2 separate regions of the Rattus norvegicus genome follow, and region 1 is linked to region 2. A link is a contact called in public Hi-C data. All regions are on one chromosome and are shown on one strand. The core of a region is the stretch at or near the end of the contact, and the rest is flanking DNA. Distances in the headings are between cores, read along the strand shown. Region 1 overlaps LOC102548409 (a long non-coding RNA gene). Region 2 has its middle 180 kb from the start of Arid1b.

What was found. A called contact is a pair of places that touch in the nucleus more often than the background predicts.
Region 1: a Hi-C map of psoas muscle shows a contact between it and region 2, with 2.5 times the contacts expected there. The contact joins two enhancer-like sites. A contact is called at or near these places in 8 of 12 Hi-C or Micro-C datasets (Schwann cells, frontal cortex, hepatocytes and 4 more) and 1 of 1 datasets of contacts at active chromatin or transcription factors (oligodendrocytes).

What each region holds. Positions count from the first base shown.
Region 1 is chr1:47,890,325-47,896,923 of GRCr8, reverse strand. It overlaps LOC102548409 (a long non-coding RNA gene), which reads left to right. Exons shown (of 2, transcript XR_349981.5): 2 at 1-371. Among named protein-coding and RNA genes, the nearest start is that of Arid1b, 80 kb to the left of the region's middle. Within about 2 kb of position 3,488, at least 89 of the 93 cell types and tissues checked have an H3K27ac peak or open chromatin away from gene starts, as enhancers often do.
Region 2 is chr1:47,785,970-47,792,402 of GRCr8, reverse strand. No RefSeq gene overlaps it. Among named protein-coding and RNA genes, the nearest start is that of Arid1b, 180 kb to the left of the region's middle. Within about 2 kb of position 2,957, at least 13 of the 93 cell types and tissues checked have an H3K27ac peak or open chromatin away from gene starts, as enhancers often do.

The DNA.
Region 1 (6,599 bases), core at 2,239-4,738, 100 kb before region 2:
TGAAGTTACTGAGGACCAGAAAGGTCTTGTGGTTGCCAGAGGCAGATGGCACAGGGAGTGAAAAATGATGCTTGCGAAGCCCTCAGGTCAGCTTGATTCCGGAGACTGTGTTCTTTGGTTCCCTGGAGGAGGATGCCCAATATGACCGACAGCACTCCTGTTGTAACAGAAGGACCCTGAGCTTCAAAATATGGAGACCTGCTTCAGCCAGTTCTACAGGGATGAGAGAGAAAGGGGGAAATTACTTAGAATGGCACCAACTAGAGAGAACCCCTAATATTTTAGGCATGCCCTTGCTAATTTGTAACCTGCTTCTTCAAATAACAATGCATCCTGTGCTCTTTTCCAATAAAGAGAGCTGTGGTTTTTAATGTCTGTGTCCATGTGGGTGCATATCATGTACTGTATGCCTGCAGGTGCACATTCAAGTTGGCCAGAGGTCAACACTGGGTGTTTGCAGGGGAGGGGATGAAGCCCTCAGTGTTAAAAATAATGATTCATTTTCCCTTCTGGCCCCTTAGTTCTCATCAATGGTAACTCTGAGACCAATTATTTATCATTAAATGCCTGGACCATAAGCTTTGGCTGATTCCCTGACTAGCGTGTAACTTATCTAACCATACAAATTATTCTTTGTTTGCCACTTGGTTAGTTACCTCTCCTCAGCCCCAACAGCTTCTTCCTTTGCATCTTCCCAGCATCTCCCCAGCTACTCAATTGGATTTTTCTTGTATCTCTCTTTATTTTATCCTGAGTTCAGCTACTTGCTGGTTTACAACAGGCTCCTCACTGCTCTCTTTAATCTCTCTCTCTCTTTTATACTATTTCCCAGAATCCTCTTTTCCTCCCAGTGTCCCACCTCCTATTCCCTGCCTCAGCTCATTGGCCATCAGCTTTTTTATAGACAGATGATGCTTTGAAGAGATTCTCTCTATACCTGAGTGAATGTGTACTGTTAACATGAGCGCAGCCATACCCAGGACCATGCTGCCTTAGACCAGTGGCTTTTAACCTTCCTAGCACTGTGACCATTTAGTACAGTTCCTCATGTCGTGGTGGACCCCAACCATAGAATTATTTTGTTACTACTTTATAGCTGTAATTTTGCTACCGTTATGAATCGTAATGTAAATGTCTGATATACAGGATATCTAACATTCAACCCCTAGAGGGGTTGAGGCCCACAGGTTAGGAACCATGGGAATCACAAGAACTTTTCCTGGTCTGAATAAGGATGTTGACAGTGTGAGGCAAAATCATGAAGCACGATTGTCTCTTCTAAGATGACTTCAGCCTGGTACTGATCCCCTACAGAGACCCACCCAGGGCTGCTGGTGTGTGTCTATCCAGGTTGCTGCCTACCCTTGTCCCCTTTTCTGTATAGGTGAATGTGTGTCTGTCGTTTCCTCATTCCCCTTTGATCCAGTAAGGTTACGTCCAAAGCTGTTCAGGTCCTGGCAGGTCTTAGTCCTCTGGAGGCACCCATTTTGATTTTTGAGACAAGGCTTCTCTTTACCCTGGAGCTTGCCAAGTAGGCTAGGTTAGCTGGCCAGGGGGCCCCAGGGATCTGAGTCTCCATCTCCTCCGTGCTGGAATTAGAAACACACACTACCACACCAAAGATCGTTATGTGGGTTCTGGGAATGGAACTCTGTTGCTTGTGTTTGCAGTGTAAGAATCTTACTAGTAGGCATCTCTCCAGCTCTGCAGTGTGGCTTAAGATTATTTATATTTTATGTATGTGAGTTTTGCCTTCATATACGTGGGGCAGCATGTGTGTGCCTGGTGCTGAGTCCCTGAAGCTGGAGTTACAATTATGAGGTGACTTGTGGGTACTGGGAACCAAGATGAGCCTTCTGCAAAAGCAACGGATGCTCTTAAAGGCCGAGCCATCCCTCCCGTCCTGAATTATATTTTTGATGTCTTCACTACACATTCCCTCGCTCTCCATTTTGTGACCTTGCCACCATTTATTTAGCATTCCTGAAGGCAGACATTTATCTTGTCTCCAGCGCATCCCATCTCTTTACAGAGATGACTAATACCTTTCTGTTTCTAAATCAACTCATGTCTTCACCAATGAGAAAGACCCTAATGGCCAAAGATGTTTAATGAAAACATCGGTTCCACACTTAACGTCTTTTTCCAGAGAGAACCTCATAGTCTCCCCAACTCCCTCAGTGCCTCCCTAACTCCCAACTCAGAGATTTTTCTTGGCATTTTTCATTCCGTGTACATTTTCTGAAGTTACCAAAACTGCTTACAGCTCTTTGCTTTTTTTTTTTTTTTGTGGTTCCTGTTTGTCCATGTTCTCTATTGTATCACATATTAACATTACTACTTAGCCCTACTATGTTCCTATCGTACATTCACTCCTTTGCTCACTTTCTGACCTCAATGTGGAAGTGCCTTTCCTGTCATCTGTGGCTGGTCCCCAAGGTTCTGTTCAATGGACTAACCTTTCATGAAGCCTATCCTGACCCCCCCACTCAATTAAAGTTAATGATCCTCATGCTAGCTTCCCAGGACTTCATTCTTGCCAACATACACTCATCCAGAAAAATGTACTCAGTGCTTATGGTGAACACTGGCCTAGGGCCTAGGGCAAATACCAAAATAATAAACCTTGCTACTCATACTTGGGGATCCTCACAGCCGTTTGGAGATGGTTAGAAACACATACACATACTCAAACTATTCCAGAGGGGTGGTCGGAGACACAGTTCAGTTGGCAGAGACTTGTAGTTGCTTAGCAGGCAAAGGGCTCTGGGTTCCATCCCAACCATCTCAAAAATAAACCAAAAAAAGACAGCAGTGCACACAAGGTGTCAAATGAAAAACTGACTTTTTATTTTATGCATGTTTCCACTTGGGAAAAATCAAGACCCTAAAAGAAGAGTTGGATTCTGTCCAGCTGCTGGGGTGAACCCTAAACCTCTACCCCAGCCACGCCCCCAGCCTTTGGGCCATGCTAATCCCCTCCCTGCAGAGCCCCCTAACACACCCTAAGCTAATGAAGACACCCAGGTCTGAGGAGTCACGGGGACTGAGTGGACCTCAGGCACGGTCCAACCTCGCTGCCCACGTTTCCCGGAGTCCGGTCTAGTTTTTACTTCTTCCTCTCTCCCTGAAATAGATACACAGCCGCCTCCAGATTTAGAACAGGAGCGGTGACTACTTCACGAAAGCCTGGAAAATATGACTTTTCCAGAAACGGTTCAGGTCGCTCATACATCTTAGGGTCCTGGCAACCGCAGATGTGGCGTTGCCCTCGGCCGAGGCTTTGCCTCCGGGGCCCGACTGGGAACTCGAAGGCTTCTCCAGCAGGGTGGAGGACGCCGGAGCGGGGCCTCTACGCCACGCAGTATGATCCGCACCCCATCCGGACCGGGTTTTGCCGCCCGCCGCGCTCCCGGAGCGGAGACAGGCGTCGCAGAGGCCTCCGCGGCCGGGGGTGGTTGGTGGCGGTGGTGTGTGTGAGGGCCGCACCGCGCACGCGCGCCGGAGGGGTCGCGGGCTCCTTGCTCCCCCGGCTCCGTCAGGCCGGAACCCTCGCGCCGCCGCCCCGCCCGGAGCCGCCCGGAGCCGCCCGCGCCCGGACCCGCGACGGCCGGGCGGGGCCTGTTTCCTCGGCCCGCGTCCTCGGGCTCGCAGCCGGGAAGGAACATTCCTGGCTCTCCCCGCCCCGCTGCGCCCGTTCCCGCTCCTCCCCCGCCGCGTGTTTTCCGCCCCAGTAAAGATCGTGCCACACAAATAAGCCTCGGATGCCCTTTGCCGAGCGGGCCATTTTCAGGGCGCGTCTCCGGAGCTGCTAAAAGTCTTAGTTTCTCCCCAAAGTGGAAGGTGTGGGGGGCGGGGGCGGCTGGGGCCGCTTCCAACTGCTCCGCACGCTCGAATAGTTGTCAGTAAAATCAAACTGACGTCAGCCCGGGGGGAAAAGATAGGTCTCTTTTGTTCTCATGTTCTCCCCCCTCCCCTCCCTTGCGATCAAAGGCAAAAAAACATTTTTTTTTTCTTTTGGAGGGTGGAGGGAAAGACAAAAAAAAAAGGGGGGGGGGAGGATTGCCGTGCAAAAAGATAGCTTCCATTAGAGCTTCTGCCCGGGCGAGGGGAATGTTTAATGAATGCATCAAGTCTTTTGATCACCCTCGCTCGGCTGGGTTCAGTAGTGCCGGAAGGTTAGTTGCATATCCTGTGGCTGATCTGAAATTCGATCAGCAGAGGGGGTCAAAGAAAAGAAAAGCATTTTAATGGGAATCAATAGAGGAGCATAGGTCTTGGAAGGAAATACGTGTTGATTAAAAATGCCACAAGATTTTTTAAAAAAATGTTCAAGACTGGTTTAGAGAAAACGAGAAAAAGGAAAATCGAGGGAGGGAGAGAGGGAAGAGAGGAGGGGGAGGAGGAGGGGGGAAAAAACCCTTAGCAATCTATTTTCTGTGTGCTGCTGCCAGAGAGGCAGTCGGCAGACCAACAGTTTGTGTAATGCTTCAAGCTACAGCGGGCAAATTTAAAGCTGTATGCTCAGAACAACATAATAAATACTTATTGAAAATGCATTTCTATTTCTAAGCGGGGCTCACTCATGCATTATACAAAACACCCAGGGCTGCAGTAGCAGACACAAGGGGACAAATAAGGTATACTGTGACTCGAGTCCTTAAAACTAAACTATGGGGCTTATAACAGTTGAGAGCAGAAACAAACAAACAAACAAACAAAATTTCCCTTAAGTCGAAAACTAACAGCTTTGAACAAAACCAAAGGCTTAAAATGGAAACTTTAAAGAAGTTATAATTTTAAAAAACGTCTCAAAACCGTGAGGGTAAGGAGAAGGGCATGGAGGGAGCCAATGGTAGTAGATAGCATATTGATTGCCTTACAGAGTAGAAAATTATTGCCCTGTAGGTAGTGCAAGTGATCAACAACGTATAAAACAGTTGAAGGTTTTCATGGCACTCCACCTACTACAGAGGAAAAGGGAAAGCAGCTTTCTTTAAAGCCAGGCTCACACCCACCCACACATATACTCTCTCACTCCTGTCTGCCTGGCCTGTTGGAAGAGAATCAATAGTATTTAAATTTTTACACGTTCAACAAAGACAACCCTTTCCTCGTGGAGAGAACATCCCAAGAACAATGTGCTGGAGAGCTTCCTTTAGAAGAGTTCTAGCAGCTCTTGACTGGGCTCCTGGATGCCAGTCCTCAATCTTCATCCACGTCTTTCTTACTCTTGTTCTTTCTGTCTCTAAAGAATATACAAAGGGATCAAAAAAGCATTCTCAGTGTAATTTCCCTTGGATATTCCCAATAAAGTTCTCCATTCAGCACCTCCCCATTCCGAATTCCTTATGTTCCAGTCTCTCACGCAGCGTGGTATTTTCATATAGTCTTTGCGTGACTGTGTGCTGTTTGACGCGTGGCCAATGATGACTGAGAATGTAGCGCACAGCACATTTGTAGATGGCAGTCATGTGACAGTGTCAGAAGGTTGGATACCTCTTCTGTAAATCATCTCCAGTTTGTATTCCTAACACATCCTAAATGTCATGTATGCTGCACTGTTTAGTCTGTACAGCGGGGTGTGTTGGCATGAGGTGAGGTGAGGTTAAGGAGGGGCTTGAAAATCTGAGGTAAGCCTGAGTTACATAGCAAGGCCATGTCTAAAAAGGAAAGAAAGGAAAAGAAAGGCAAGATCGTTCATGGATGGGTTGACTCTATCACAGAAGCTATAGATAGATATAGGAGCCAAAATTGTTGACTGCCTTTAATGTGATGGCTGGAGGGCCCATCAAAATTGAAACTTTGTTGTTTACCACATGTAACTTTAATTTTTTTAAACCTTATTTTTAATGATGGTCCTTAAATGCTTTAACCTCCCTTTACCCCACTACTCACCTCGGGTAGTTGAAAGGATTTGGGGGAAGTGAACCTGTTTAGAAAGGTTCTTTGGAGCAACTCCCGTCTGTGTTGTCTGGAAATCGGCAGTTCAGTTCACAGGTTAGCAGCAGCAGCTCGATCCACTCACAAACCACCTCACTGATACACCAGGAGTCCAGTTTGGTAAAGTCAGATAAGCAAACAGGAGTCAGCACTGGTGGCAGGACCTAGCAAAGACAGCTAGGCCTCAGCCTCTGCTTGAGTCGCAGGAAGGACCAGGAGGTTCCAGGGATCTGAACTGGGAACTCAGGTCATTCTGCTTGCACAGAGAATGCTTTGTACCCCCTGAAGACAATACTAGGTGCTTTGAAAGCAGAGGCTATACCGTTCTCATCCCTAATCCCATTGTTGCTGCTTAGATCAGAATCTTGCATGTTGAAAGTGAAGCTAGCTGATGGACATCTCTGAGTTTATAAGGGCAGAGGATACAGTGGTTGGATTTCAGAAATGGAAAGTGTTGTTTGGTAATTTCAGATTGCTGACTTAAGTTCTTTAAAGTTCAGATGCCTCTTTGGTAAAATGGAAAAACTATACTTACCTCCCAGACTCATTTATGTGATGAAACAATGTATGTAAAGCATATTGTGTAATGTTTATAAATAATATATTTGTGCTATATATGATACATCATATAATATGCATGCATCTGTCTATCATCT
Region 2 (6,433 bases), core at 1,708-4,207:
ATTCATGATCCCCTAATGGCTTTAGCCCCTGGAATAAGCAATTGGGAATCCCAGGACTAAGCATGGCATGGGGTTCCCTGGTAAGGTGCAGCTGGAAGTCTGAGGTCTGAATGGATAACCCTGGTCCCAAAAGTAACATGTGTATCAGATCTGTCTTGGTTTGCAACACCAGTGAATTTGGGTACAAATTAGCCCAGAGATCGGGAACTCTGGATTGGGTCAGCATGCATGAGTCGCCATGGCCCTGAAGAGTCAGCCAGCAGAACTGGAAAGAAGACTCATCCTCCACTCTACCATTATTGCTGTCTAGTACTTTCTGGGTGTCCCCCAAGGCCATCAACAACAGGTCACAGCCAGGCCTGCGACACGAGGAAGGGCCACTCTGGGATTTCATTTTCTACACTGAATTGCTATGCACATGTATACAAACCTTTTATGTCTTCGTTTCTCTACCCGTGCAGTATCACATCAGCTGACTTTTCGAGTTTTACGATAGCCGTGGCTCCACTCATTAGTTTATTTCATTGGTCAGTCACCTCCTTCCTGCCGTCGCCTTTCTTGGGATGGTCCCCTGATCACTTCTTATTAAACCCTACAAGGTCAGGGCTGCTGTTGTCCTGTTTCTGGAGGAAATGAAACGAGCCAAAGGTTTAGAATGGGGACAGTGGAGAGGGCACAGCTGGAAGAAGCTTGCCACACAGCATGAAGACCTGAGCTTGGGTTTGCCCATGGGAAAATAGCCATGTGTCTGTGACTCCATCTTGGCCAGGTAGAGACAAGGGGATCCCTCAGGGGCTTCCTTGTCAAAGGGTCTGGCTGAGTTGGTGAGCTCCAGGTGCAGTGAGAGACTCTGTCTCACAATAATAAAGAAGGTGGGGAGTGACTGGATGAATGAAGGTTCTTGGTGTTGCCCTCTGGTCTCTAAGTGTATACATCCATAGCCACACACACACACACACATGAACCTGTACGCACTAACATGTATATCTGCATATCACACACACTACACACACACACACACACACACACACACGGAGAGAGAGAGAGAGAGAGAGAGAGAGAGAGAGAGAGAGAGAGAGAGAAGTTCAGAATGAATTGTTCAAGGTACTACAGAAAATGATGAGATCCTAGTACCAATCCTACTCAGTGTATTCTTCAGTGCTACATAGCAAACCCAGGACCTGGCAAATGGTAGTTAGGTGCTAACTGATTCTGCTGGGGACATTACAACATCATGCATGCAGGACTAGTTAGATACATCATTACAGGGCCTCACCTGCATACACACACACGTGTGTGTGTGTGTGTGTGTATGTGTGTGCAAGTGTATGTATATGTGTGTATGTGTGTGTATGTGTATATGTGTGTATATGTGTGTATGTATATGTGTGTATGTGTGTGTATGTGTATGTGTGTATATGTGTGTATGTATATATGTGTGTGTATGTGTGTGTATATGTGTGTGTATGTGTGTGTGTGTATATGTGTGTATATATGTGTGTATGTATATGTGTGTGTATATGTGTGTGTATGTATATATGTGTGTGTATGTGTGTATGTGTATGTGTGTGTATGTGTGTGTGTGTGTGTGCACACTCAGGCACATACTTTAGCATGTGTGTGGGTGTCAGTGGATAGTCTGGATAATCTCAGGTGTGATCCTTACCTTCCTCTTTATCGTTACAGGATTCCTCCCACCTCTCCCTTCTGTCTCACCATAGTAACACTGGGATAACACACAGCATTTCCACACTTAGCTTTTCATGGGTTCTGGGGATTTGAACTTAAGTCCCCATGTTTGCACACCAAGCACCTTATCTGTTGAGCCAAACCACAGCTGGCTGATGGGAAAAAAACAAATGAACAAAAGAAAGACAACCCCCCCCCCAAAAAAAAAAACCCAAACCGAAGAGTGGATGAAAGAGTACAGGAAACGCTGTGCCCTGCAAGGACGGCGGGGAAGCTTGGTCTCCCGCTTGAGCTCCTCAGTGCTTTATGTGGGACCACAAGAGTCAGGAGTGCAGGGCTCCCTTGGGGGGCAGTTGACTCTGGCTGCTTGCCTGCTGTGTACCCCGCTTTCTCCCACTGAGCAGGTTTTATGGAGGCCAGGCTGAGCTCCCCAGGGAGCAAGACACTTCTCCTTGGCTCCAATCTTAAATTACAGCTCTCTGTGGGGAATAGCACCATGGAATCAGTGTGCAGACTAAACCCGAGTGTCACCAAGCAAATATTTCACATTTCATGTTAAATCATATCCTAAAACAAGTGTGAAGAACTGGGATTAAGTGAGAAATATACATTTAAGGGGCTGAGACGGCTTAGAATGAGGGTGAAATCCAGCCATACTATCCCGGTCCCTTCTTGGGGAGTCTGGGAACCCCGTTCCCTGTGCTGAATGTCCAGAGATGCACGAGGAGCAAGAGGTGTTGAGGCAGGATAGGGTGTGCTGTCGGGATGACAGCTGCTAGACACAGTGGCTGACAGACTCAGAAATGTACGTGCGGTTTGGGTTTGAGGAAAGAGATTTCTCTTATTATGCATACCCACAGCTAAAGGAGGGCGGGGCGAGGAGAGTAGGGCAAGGAGAGCTTGTGGGTAGGCGGGTAAGGAGGACAGAGTGCATGTTGCAAGGGGAGCAGAGAGCAGGGCAGGGAAAACAAGCAGAGTGGAAGTGTCTCTAGGACACCCCAGCATCCTTGCAGAATGACTCCGTGCTGAGCAAGCAGGCCACTTTCTTTAAACAGTTCCTTCACGGGACTCTCTGCTCGCCAGCAGCTTATGCAGCCTCACCGAGTGGTGTGGGGAAGGCACCCGCCCGGCTGGCTTTTATTCTGGTTTAGTAGTGGAGTGTGTCATGGAGCTTGCTGTGCACAGTGGAAAGGCAGGACCCTAGTGTGTCCCCGCCGCCATCCCCTTGCTCTGTGAGTTGGAGCTCCACAGGATCTGGGAGGCAGGCTATGGGTGCCAGCCAGGAGAGCTAGCTCAGCGGCAGGGCGGGGATACATGACACCTAGCCTTCGAGCCCAGCCCCCGGGGACAGAAGCAGGTGGCAGCTGAGGCCAGCCTTGCAAGAGGATCCACAGGGCTCTAGGGCTGTGCTAAAAGGAGGCAGCTTATTTTTAGTTGTTGGTTCCTCCCTATTAATATTGCTTAAGTGTCGGCTTATTTATCTAAGGGACCATGGAGCTTAAAAACTTAAAAAAAAATAAAATAAAAATAAAAAAATAAAAAATGTAAATTTGCAGCAAACACTGTAAGAATAACTTTGTGAAAACGATGATTTTTCCCCCTTCCTCCTCCTCTTCTTCCTCTTCTCGTTATTTTTTAAAAACAGGGTTGTGTGTATTTTTTTTAAAATGTCCCAGGCTGGCCATGAACTCATTTTTCCGCTAAGAAAATCGTCCTATCCTTCTGCCCCCTTGAGGGCACACCACCATGCCTTGTTTTATAGAATGCCTGGGCTAGAACACAGGGCATCTGCATGCTAGGAAAACACTCCAGCAACTGAGCTCCCTTCCAGCCAATCATTAGCTCCCTTCCAGCCAATCATTAGCTCCCTTCCAGCCAATCATTAGCTCCCTTCCAGCCAATCATTAGCTACCTTCCAATCATTTAATCACCATTTCTCTTTGGGGTTCCCTGTATGTTATACATGCCCAACTACTGTACCATCCCAACAGTATGATCCCGATGTGTGGACAGTTACCCTGGCAACATCAGGTTGTCTTTTCTTGTCACTCATTCTGAGTCTGCGTGGATGGGAGGGAGCAGACACTGTTGTGAACTGTAGGAGCTGATCAGGCAGCTTCTGCTCAGGAACAGACACTTGGCGCTATCACAGAAACTTCAGAGCATTCTGGAGTCCAGCAGACTGAGGTCAAGGTGTTGGCAGGGTTGCTTTTAGTCCTTCACTTGTATATAGATTGTGTCCTCACAGGGCTTCCTCTGTGTGTGTGTCTGTGCCACGACCTCTTTATAACAGCTTTGGCCATACCGGATTAGAGCCCATCCTGGGGGCCCCATCTTAATTTCCTTATAAAAAAAACTTTCTCTCGTTAAGAGGATACATTCCAAAGTATCATTGATTATGACTTCCAGCAAGAACATGTGGAAGGCTAGTGGATGTAGGATGGGGTGGAGACACGACTTAGCCTGTGACACTAGTAAAACGAAACGACCCAACTGGCAAGGGGAGGAGAAGACAGTTGAGCCATCTCTCCAACCTCCAGCTTCGTTCTTGAAGATGTGTGCCACCCTGGTGGTGCAGGCTGCATACCAGCTTGTTGGTACCCTCTGTGCCATGATGTTCCTTGTTGGACATTCATCCTGAGGCTTCTCTTCTCCTGACCTCTGACCCACTTCACCTTCACTGACCAACACTGGCCTCTTACATAGACTCCCAGAAAAGGAGGTGTGTGTGTGTGTGTGTGTGTGTGTGTGTGTGTGTGTGTGTGTAGAGGCCAGACAACAATGTTGGGTCTAATTCCTCAGGTGACATCTACTTTATTTATTTCTGAGACAAAAATCTCTCATTGGTCTGGAACTCAGTGAGTGGGCTAGCCTGGGTTGCCAACAAGCCCCAGGGCTCCACTTCTCTCCGCCTCCCCAGGGTTGAGGTTAAGACTACACACTGTTTCAACACCTAGCTTTTTTATGAGTTCTGGGGGCACTGAACTCAGGTCTTGCTGCTACAGTAAAACATGTGACCGAGATGTCATTGTGGCCTGAAAAATGGTCCTGTTGGTGAGGAAATTCCAGTTCAAGTTGTAATCCTTTCAGTTCAAGGCCCAGACCAAAGTAGACTGTCCCTCCTTCATACCTTTGTGCCATTTGTGCCTTGGAAGGCGTCTTAGTTAGGGTTTACTGCTGTGAACAGACACCATGACCAAGGCAACTCTTATAAGGACAACATTTAATTGTGACTGGCTTACAGGTTCAGAGGTTCAGTCCATTATCATCAAGGTGGGAGCATGGCAGCATCCAGGCAGGCATGGTGCAGGCGGAGTTGAGTTCTACATCTTCATTTGAACAGAATACTCCCTTCCAGGCAGCTAGGATGAGAGTTTTATAGCCCACACCCACTGTGACACACACCTCCTCCAACAGGGCCACACCTTCTAATAGTGCCACTCCCTGTGCTGAGTCTACACAAACCATCACAGAAGGGCCTGTAGGGATGAAGCTCAAGGGTACCAAGAGCCCCTCCTGGGGCGAGAAGCCCCCTCCCCCTGGGACTTGTGTCATGCTTTGATCTCATCCTGCAGGGCAGATGAACTTTATCTTGACCCAAATGGAAATGAGAGTCCCATTTTCTCTCCGTGCTCCCAGATCTACTGAAGAAAGCTGACGTGTGGCATCTAAAAGAGGGGAGGCACTGGTCTGTGGTGTCCGGGATGGCTGTTGCTGGGTGGAAAAGGTGCACATTCCCAGTGAGAGGCAGCGCTGGGTAGGGGGCGTGGTTATGGAATGTGGGGAGACAGATGATCTCTGACCCTTTCAGGGCTTTCCTTGTAGCCAACATGAAATCCCCAAGACACTATTTCTTCTCTTCATTTTTTTGCTTTGCAAGGGGAAATGCTTTGCAAATCAGAAGGTCAAGGCTCTTCCACGTGGAGAACCCTTTGGAACGGGACAGAAGTCCACTTTGTGCAGTAAATCAGTCCTTCTGACGATCTGTGATCCCAACAAGCCTCTGGACGTTCTGGTGTCCCATGGGCTCTGAGACCAGACCTCTTACCACAGGAATATGGAGTGGTTTAACCTCTCTCCAGAGGCGGAGGTGGCTGATGTAGAAGAGAGGTGTCTACACAACTATACCTGGTTACTGTCTTCGTCTTCAATGGAATGAAAGCATTTCATCAGGGAGCTCAGCACATTACCAGCTGAACAATTAACAGTTGCTCTGTTTCATAACCCTCTCTTGAGGTGGTTAGTCTTTTCCCCATGGCTCACCAAGGGCACTGAAGACCTACTATGAGTCAGAATATTTGCTAGCTCTTGGACCCAAGGATTACCAAGCATTCTTTGAGACTTTCAGAATGCATCGGCAGCCGGGGATAGGCATTAGATAAGAACAACAACAACAACAACAACAACAAAAAAAACATTAAAATCAACCAACCAACCACCATCACCAACAAAACAAACAAAAAACAAACGACTCCCTCCCGCCCCACCTCAAGTATGACGTACATTGTAATGACCAAGAGAATTACAAACTACAAACCCAGTGTACCCTACAGAGGTAAGGGCGGGTGCCAGGTCGGCTAAGGGGTCAGGGGCTCTTTGCTTATCGGAGCTGCTCTTAAGCCGAAGTCTAACGGGGTCGCTGACATAACAAAAGCGGGCAGTTGAAGAGCCGAAAAGATTCCTGGTGTAGCGAAGCAAGGCTATTTTAAGGAACCGAAAGTAGGCTTGGGTATCAGCGTGCTAT